Regions from separate parts of the Pan troglodytes genome. Here regions 1 and 3 are each linked to region 2. A link is a contact called in public Hi-C data. All regions are on one chromosome and are shown on one strand. Each heading gives the region's core, a stretch centred on a gene start, on an enhancer-like site or on the middle of the called end of the contact. The rest is flanking DNA. Distances are from core to core; before and after follow the strand shown. Region 1 holds the start of FMNL1 (formin like 1). Region 2 overlaps ARHGAP27 (Rho GTPase activating protein 27). Region 3 holds the start of HEXIM1 (HEXIM P-TEFb complex subunit 1).

What was found. A called contact is a pair of places that touch in the nucleus more often than the background predicts.
Region 1: a Hi-C map of stem cell-derived neural progenitor cells shows a contact between it and region 2, with 4 times the contacts expected there. The contact joins the promoter of FMNL1 here to the enhancer-like site in region 2. A contact is called at or near these places in 5 of 7 Hi-C or Micro-C datasets (blood, induced pluripotent stem cells, a lymphoblastoid cell line and 1 more), 1 of 1 datasets of contacts at active chromatin or transcription factors (stem cell-derived excitatory neurons) and 1 of 1 other capture datasets (stem cell-derived neural stem cells).
Region 3: a Hi-C map of stem cell-derived neural progenitor cells shows a contact between it and region 2, with 4 times the contacts expected there. The contact joins the promoter of HEXIM1 here to the enhancer-like site in region 2. A contact is called at or near these places in 1 of 7 Hi-C or Micro-C datasets (stem cell-derived neural progenitor cells) and 1 of 1 datasets of contacts at active chromatin or transcription factors (stem cell-derived excitatory neurons).

Annotation. Positions count from the first base shown.
Region 1 is chr19:22,615,067-22,617,766 of NHGRI_mPanTro3-v2.0_pri, reverse strand. FMNL1 (formin like 1) reads left to right here and starts at 1,268. Exons shown (of 26, transcript XR_010152820.1): 1 at 1,268-1,913.
Region 2 is chr19:22,440,671-22,443,370 of NHGRI_mPanTro3-v2.0_pri, reverse strand. ARHGAP27 (Rho GTPase activating protein 27) reads right to left here. Exons shown (of 20, transcript XM_016931597.4): 15 at 2,535-2,657; 16 at 2,354-2,452; 17 at 2,074-2,151; 18 at 1,850-1,984; 19 at 1,611-1,716; 20 at 1-1,507. The coding sequence ends at 1,330. Among named protein-coding and RNA genes, the nearest start is that of ARHGAP27, 38 kb to the right of the region's middle. Within about 2 kb of position 1,265, at least 7 of the 24 cell types and tissues checked have an H3K27ac peak or open chromatin away from gene starts, as enhancers often do. A contact at or near this core is called in stem cell-derived excitatory neurons and stem cell-derived neural progenitor cells, where this site is marked.
Region 3 is chr19:22,689,160-22,691,859 of NHGRI_mPanTro3-v2.0_pri, reverse strand. HEXIM1 (HEXIM P-TEFb complex subunit 1) reads left to right here and starts at 1,288. Exons shown (of 1, transcript XM_511566.9): 1 at 1,288-2,700.

The DNA of each region.
Region 1 (2,700 bases), core at 19-2,518, 170 kb before region 2:
GGTGCTGGTGACCTTAGCAGAAGAAAGGCTTAAACCAGGTCAGCCTGGGGGAAGGGGCTGGCTCCTTCCAGGGTCTTCCTCCAGATTAGATGTTAACTTTCCGTCTCTTGCTTAAAGTCTTGTCAGTGGCTCTGAATGTGAGGGCAGAAGGAGGAGGATGCTGTCAGGGGAGGGGACACTAATGGCTCCTGACCTGGCCTAGAGATAATTCGGGGCTCCTTCAGCGGGCCCTCCCTCCTCAGTGCCCTGGAAGTGTAGGGAGGGGTCAGTTGGGGATCCCCACAAATTAAATGAGGAATGAGAGGAGCAACTGAAAGTCAAATTCAGGCTGTAGATGGGACCCCAGCCCCCCATACTCTCCCATCCTACATGAGATGGGCAGTGGAGGGCCAGGACAGCAGTGTAGGTTTTGGAGGTAGACAGTGAGGAGGCTTGCTTCTGTCCTTTGTTAGCTGAGTGCCCTTGGACAGCTTACTTACCTACTCTCTGCCTCAGTTTCCCCATCTCTAAAATAAGGCTACCAATACCTACCTTCTCTGGCCATTGTCAGGATGAATGAAAGAGCTCTGAAAGTATTTCTGTAATTAGCAGACATCAGAGATTGTTATTCTCCAAGGTGAGAGGCCCCCCTAGATCCCTGGCGGTGACAGTGTCAAGATTCTTTTTCCCTCCTCTGCGGTGCCCGCTCCTTTTCCAGCCTTGTGGCTGGCTCTCATCCTCCTTTCCGCAACCCCCCACTCCTCCTTGGGACCACCTTGGCGGGCCCAGCTTCTCGCAGCCTGCCATATTCCATAGGTGCCCCCATTCTAAAACCTGTAGGGGTGCCCTGCACAGGCGCACGGTTGGTCGAGGTGGGACAGGTGGCGGGGGTCTCCACTGGCCTGCGTCCGCGCCCCCCACCCTGTTTAGGAGTTCCTGTTTGGAGATGGCTCCCCCTGGTCCTCAGCTCGTCTCTGGGCTAAGCAGGGGAGGAGAGAAATAAAAGGTGGGGGGCCTGGAAGGGGGTTCCCACCTTCTCAGTCCGGGACCCGAGACGGGAACGCAGCCCTGGCGCGCCAACGCTGCACCACCGTGGGTCTCCGAGCCGTGCTCGCAGTCGCTGAGATCCTCGGTGCGGAGAAGATGTGCCCCTCCGATCCCCAAGCCGTGACCCCCCTCACCCAGACCCGGCCAATCCCTCGCCCGAGGCGAGCGGGAGGATGCGGTTCTAGGACCCGGAGGCGCCGCCGAGCGCGCCGCCGCCTCGGCCTCGCCTCGGTGGCCTCCCGCTCCGGCAGGTGAAGCGGCGCCGGCCGCCCCCTCTGCGGCAGGTGAAGCGGCTCGGCAGCCCACTCCCCGCCCGCCATGGTTGCGGGGGTCCCCCGGCCAGCGCCCGCCCCCTCCCTCCAGCCCGCCCCCCTGGGGCTGGGTGCCCGGCGGCGGCGGCGAACTGCGGTTTGCGCGCACGGGGAGCGACAGCAGAAGTTCGAAAATCGCCGAGGGGGGAGCCAGCGCCGCAGCTTCCTGCCCCCGGCCCAGCCCTCTGGCCCCGGCGGCCTGCAGCCTGACTTCCTCCCCCAACCCTGCAGCTCGCCGCCCGGTCCCACGGACGGGGCCGCCCCGATGGGACGCCGCGCTCCGGCCCCTGCGCGCCGCTGAGCCGAGCGCCCCCGCCGCCGAGACCCCCGCCGCCGCCGCCAGCCGCTGCCCCCTCGCCCCCGCCCGGGTCGGGAGCCTCGTCCCCGTCCCCCGGAAAGCTGGATTTCCGAGGCTGGAGGCGCCTGGCCGGCTGGGTGGGGACCACCATGGGCAACGCGGCCGGCAGCGCCGAGCAGCCCGCGGGCCCCGCCGCGCCGCCCCCCAAGCAGCCCGCGCCTCCCAAGCAGCCGATGCCCGCGGCCGGAGAGCTGGAGGAGAGGTTCAACCGCGCCCTGGTGAGTGCGACCCGGAGGCGGGTCGGGCGCGGGCGGGGGGCGGCAGGGGCGCGGCAGGGGCTGGGCGCGCGTCCCCGCCCCCGGGGACTCAGGTGCCGCTTGGAGATCCCCGGTCCGGCAGCTGCCCCCTCCGGGAGGTGGGAGCGACAGTGGCCTTTTTTTCAGAGTGACTTAGCACTCTCCCCCCAAAACTTTTTTCAGTTATCGCCCGGTCTCCCTCCCTAAGACACCTCCACCCCAGCTGGGTCTAAAGGTCTAAACAAGTCTGTCCTGTGAAGAAGTTGGGAGCGGGGCACGCACAGGGGTCCCGGGTCGCCCCCTTCCCCACTGCACGCAGGCCCAGCCACCGGGCGCGGGTCTGGGGCATCTGCCTTTCTGTGTCTGGAGTCAAAGATGAAAGGGTTACAACCTCCCGGGAGCGGGAGACCTGCTGGAGGTGTTGGGTCCTGATTTGTTGGGCGCCTGGGCTGCGGGGAATGGGGTTGTCGGATCATGGCCAGGAGGTATCTGTGTTTCTACCCCGCCATATGTCAGAGCCAGGGTGCCTGTGGGTCTTTATCTTGGGGCATCCTTTCCAAGCCACTGAAGGGAGTAAGATGAGGGAGGGTGGGGTCAGGACGGGTGGGTCGCCCAGGCTAGGGGTGGAGCAAAATCTGGAACCACCCCCCTCTGTGCCTACCTGGGGAATTGGAGCGGGGTCGCTGGGGAATAGGTCTCTGGGAGGGAACCATCAGCTCAGGCCGAGCCTGGAAACAGTCAACATGTTCAGTGGGGTGGGGGCTCCAGA
Region 2 (2,700 bases), core at 16-2,515:
AGACAATAAATACCGGCTGTGAGAAACAAATGGGATAATCCAAGCCGAATGCTTGGCATGGTGCAAATGTCCAATAAATATCAGCTGTCATTGTCTGTTGAATAAATGAACAGGTGGGTTGGTGGGGCTGGGGGCCAAGAGCCACAGGCTGAGGTGGCTTGTGTCTGAGGAGGGAAGGGACCCGCTGTTCCCTGGGGTTCACGCTTCCTTTCTTGAGGTTGTGTCCTCCTTCCCCACACCCTGCAGGCCTGCCCAGCTCTTCATGGCAAAGCGGGCCCCAGATGGGCGTACTTGTGTGTCAGAGTGCCAAGAGGGGCTGGGAGCTCCTGCTAGGGCTATGTCCCCCTCCCCTAGGACAGAACAGCTGGGACAGTTTCCCTCTTTGCCTTCAGGGGCCTCCCCAGGTCCAGACAGAACACACCCAGCTTAGTTCCTTTCTTTTCGCATAGGCCCAAAGGTTGGATGGGTGGTAGCTGAAAGAACTGATTTTCCCCCTACCCAGGCTGTACTCTGGTGTGGGAGGAGCCTTTTCTGGGGAATGAGGTCACTCACTGGACCTTGAGCAAGTCACACTGCTGCTGCAGGCCTCAGCGTCCTTGTCTGTAAAATGGGATGGTGTGTGGAACTGGTGCATGCCGAGCGGCAGATGCAAGGTGTGCACTTGGTGAATGGGAAGAAGCCTTGCACAGAACACCAGTGGGTCAGGGACAGCAGAGGCCCGGGACCCCCAACAGGAAAGCAGATGAAACTGGCCCACAGCCAGCCTGTGAGAGGCTCAGGCAGGAGGTCATCCCTGAGGCCTGAGGAGGATAGCTTCAGCAGCCCACGCTGAAGGCTGGGTCAGTCCTGTTTCCACAGTGGGGAAGTGATCACAGCTGCTTCATGACTGGCACAGTGCCAGCACAGGGCCAGGGCCCACAGGGTCTCTGTGAAGGCCTCCACGAGGTGAGGGCCAGAAGCAGCCAGGAAGCCCTCCATCAAACTCCTCCTCCCAGCACCTACCATTCCAGAAAACAAACTCTCACCCCCACACACGCTATCGCACACGCACAGTAGGCGCGATGCAACAGAGAAAAAACCTAATTAACCCCCAAACAGGACGTGACGGGAAGGGAAGGGGGGGATGGGGAGTTGGGAGGAAGGAATCACATTTTGCAAACTGCCCACTAGGGGTCACCGTACCCTCAGAACCGAGGGTGCAGAAGTCACACCGGCCTGCAGCTATGCGCTGGCGGAGGGTCCCAGAGAGAAGAAGGCCCGGCTGCGTGGCCTCCGCCGCCCAGCTTGTGTGGCAGGACCGCGGCCGCCGCCCCAATCACAGGCCGGCAGTCATTGCGGCGGGAAGATGTCCGCGCACTGCTGCAGGATGAGCTCCACCACCTGGTTCTGGAACACCATGGTCATGGGCATGCTGGTCTCTTCCACCTCGGGCCGCAGCAGCGTGGGCCCGAACACAATGGCCACGCTCTGCACCGACATGCGGTTCTGCTCGCCGTGCTCGATCACCCTGTGGCAGGGGTGGGTGGGTTCAGGGCTCCGAACTGCGGGGAGGCGCTGGGGGCTTCAGCCGGGACCTGCCTCCCCCTTCCCGCGCGGGCCGCCCGGCTCACCGGCAGAGGTGCTGGAAGAGCATCCGCAGAGTGTCGTGGTTGGGGGCGGGCAGCGAGCGCACCAAGTCACGCACACAGCGGCTGCGCCGGGCCTGGTCCTGCAACTCTGGGTGAGGGAAGGTTTAGAGGGAGGGAGTCGGAACGGGAGGTAGGGGGTATCGGCTGGGCGAGGGGAGCCTGCTAAAGGGGTGCCCCGCCACGCCCCTACCCCATCCGCCCCACCTGCCCCAGGTGCTCACTGATGGCCGCAATGAACTGGCGGAAGTGCGAGAAGGGGAAGAGGGGCTCGGGCAGCTCCCGAAAGAAGAGCTTCAGGGCTCCGGTGATAACGTGGACGTCCTCCCAGCGCCCGTCATCCAGGTCAAGGCGCTCATCTGTGGCGGAGGAAGGGAGGAGGACGGAAGGGAAATCAGTACCCCTTGCGCCTTCAGGCCCTGGGGCAGGGGTTGGGGACGGGCCTCACCGTGGTCCACCTTATAGCGTAGCTTCTGGATGGTGGCCAGGTTTCCACTGATGCGGTACAGCCCGTCGATGTCCAGCCCTGGGCCAGAGGGAGGCGCTGATCCCGGGTTCAGGGATGGGGATAGGGTGGGGCTACGGGTCCCTGCTATGACTCCCACTCGGGGCCTCCCGTACTTTCCCCCTGGACCCTGCGTCCATCCAGGGGTCTCCAGCCTGCGGTCCTGGCAGGAGGCCTGCGGGCACCCCAATGCCTGCCGCCCTCACCCCCGCAGCGCACGTACCGCGGGCCTCGACGGCGCGGATGCACTGCTGCACGAAGCGTGGCACCCGGCTCCTCTCGCGCTCACACAGCGCGGCCAGCGCGCAGCCGAACACCTGGTCTAGGGCAGAGGCTCATCAGCTCCTGCCCAGCCTGCGCCCCGTCCCGGTCCCGGGTCCCCGCCCCCCGCAGGCCTCGGGTACCTTTGATGTAGCCCTTCTCACGCAGCGACTGCAGTGTGGGCCGCCTCTGGAGGAACTTGCGGAGCTTGTGCCGGACCTTGCTCAAGTCGCTCTCCAGGCCCACGGGGCCCAGGGCGGGCGCGGCTGCCGCGGGGAAAGGCAGGACTGAGTCAGGAGGCAGCGCCAG
Region 3 (2,700 bases), core at 39-2,538, 250 kb before region 2:
GAGATAGGGTTTCACCATGTTAGCCAGGATGGTCTCAATCTCCTGACCTCGTGATCCGCCCGCCTCGGCCTCCCAAAGTGCTAGGATTACAGGCGTGAGCCACCGCGCCCGGCCCCCTTGGGGAAGATTCTTAACTGCTCTGGGCTTGGGTGGCCTCTTTTGTGAAATAGAGTTGATCTCTTTTTCATAAGGCAGTCCTGGGGTTTACCAGTGATGGGGCATGTTAAATGCCTGGCAAAGGGTTAGAACCCAGCTAACAGTAAGGTTGCCTGGCCCCTTGACAGAATTCTAGAATTCCACAACCTATTCGTCAGTCCACCTCTCCCCCAATAGAACACATGAGACCATACAGTGGAGCCCAGTCCAGGACACTGAGGCTAGGCTCAGCAGTGCCTTCCAAATGCCCTGACTGGGGGTACCCCAGAATCCTCTGGAGTCTGAAGATGGGGTAACAATTTGGAGGTCTCTGTGATAACTCTCTGTGATAACCAAGTTCTCTGCAAAATCCCTTTTTCCTCCAGGAGTGCTCTGAGGGGCAGTTCTTGCTCTCAGGAAGCCTCCTAAGGGATGAAGCCACATGGAGTGGGGAACTTTTCAGGTGGACCCGAATTCTTGGAAGCCCAGACAAAACAAACGAAGGTGTTCATTTTCAGAACATATAGCTGTGCCCAGAGGCCCGCGTGCTTGCGGCTCCCCTTAGAGGCATCTACACTGGCCATGCCCATCACCACTGGCCCCCACCCCCGATATCTCACACTGCCCAGAGCCACCGAAGTCCCAGACTAGCCCTTTCCTGGCACATGATGCTTGGTCTTCCTAAAATGCCCCTCTTCGTGCCACTTTGCCTGAAAGCTCTTCATCTTTCAGAGCCAGCCAGGAAGTCACTTGCTCCTGACACTTGTCCATAATTCCCAGCTCCCATGCACTCGGCTCATCAGCTCCCACCGGGATTTCCCTCACTTGCCATTTAGGCTGGCTGTGGTCTGATGGCCTCTCCACAGTCCAGGAGCAACTTGAAGGCAAGAATGGCATCCCACCCCTCTTTGTACCCTCCTGTTTGTCAAATGATATAGGGGCTGAATAAGGTTGAAGTTGTTGGGAATAAAAAGAACGAAATCCAGAGTTTTCCCCGATTTTAAGAAAAAATGGGTTTTGTGTTTGTGACAGAAAGAAAAATGGCATGGGGGGGTCACAAAGACCAGCGCTCTAGCCAGAACTGCCCCATGGTTGTCATGTGACCTTGGACAAGTCACTTATTTTCCAGTGTCTTAGAGATGCCTTATCTGTAAAATGGAGACACTCATTCCTATCGTGTCTAACTTGCCAGGCTGTGGTGAGGTCACATGGTTCTGTGCGTAAAAGGTGCACAGTGCAAACGTGCTGGAATGTCAGGGATGCTATTAAGGAAGCAATAAGAAGAAAGGGTCACTGGATGTGTGGCGAAGGAGAAGTGGAAAGGGCGCCAAGATTTTAGGCCTCAGTGACTGGTATGGAGGGTTCTCTGGGTCCTCTCAGTCCCTGTTTATGGAGGGCTGGGGGCTTGGGTCTAGAGAATTTCTCTGAGAAACTACGCCCCCGGGGGAATCGGCCCCCCGAGCCCTGCGCCAGAATCCCCTGCCGCAAGTTTCGGAGCAAGGCCTCCTCCATGCTTCCCTCCCAGTCTTGCCCAGCGCCCACTGATGAAGAAGGGCCTCTGCGGGTGAGACCTGCTTCCCTCTCGGATAGCCAGGGCTGATGATTTCAACTCATTAATCATTCCGAACTCCTCCCAACAAACAGCCTCATGGCTGTCCCGGACCTCCTCTGTCCCGGCTCAGGAAATGATCTCGGTCGGAAGTGAAAAGACCAAATCGGCCCCAGGAGGCCATTTTCTTCGACAGAAGCTGAGGCGTGGGGGCGAGGCCTTCCCCCGCTTCCCCCTCCACTCCCCCGCCCGCCCCCGGCCCCGGCTTTCCGATCTCGGCCCAGGGAAGAGCCTTGGTCGCGAATCACCAGTTTGCATTTGCCCCTGGGGCGGGGGCGGCTTTCTGAGACCAGGCTGGGGCTGGGACTCCGCCACCTTCAGCTAAGGGTACCGAGGTCAGTCCGGGAGTCGGCGTCACCGGGACTCGAACCCGCGTTTTCGTCTTCCGAGGCCTAGTGCGAGCCTGCGGCGCTAAACGCAGTCACACTGTCCCTTTAAGGCGGCACTTTTTATTCTTCATTTGTTTACTTCTTCATGCGCTTTTCGTTCTTTACAAAATGTGCTCGCGATATCCTTCCGCAAGTGTCAGTCTCAGGCACTCACCACCCGCCGTGAAGCCATTTCTATGATCTTAAGACTCGCGAGTTAGCAGCCGTGGGCCGACGTCTCTCTTTATAGGATTTAATTCTTTTACATTTTAGGGACTACTTTTTAGGAATAAACCATTCTTGCGTTAGTTAATAAAGGTTCATAACCTTCGGAACCCTTCCGCTGAGAACAAAATACGATAATAGCCTTTATAACGCACCTTTTCATAAAAATATTCTGTGTGGACTCTCATAGGCCATCGAATCTTCTCGTATTCCTGAAACAGAATGGTACGGTCCAGAACCCGCCCCATCTTCTCTGCGATTGGCCGTCCTTCCTCAGCGAGTCGTGTGATTTTTCACCAATGGCCGCTCGCGTTTCTTTAGCGAGGTCTAAGCGATGGAAGGTGGCGGCCAGGGAGACGCCCC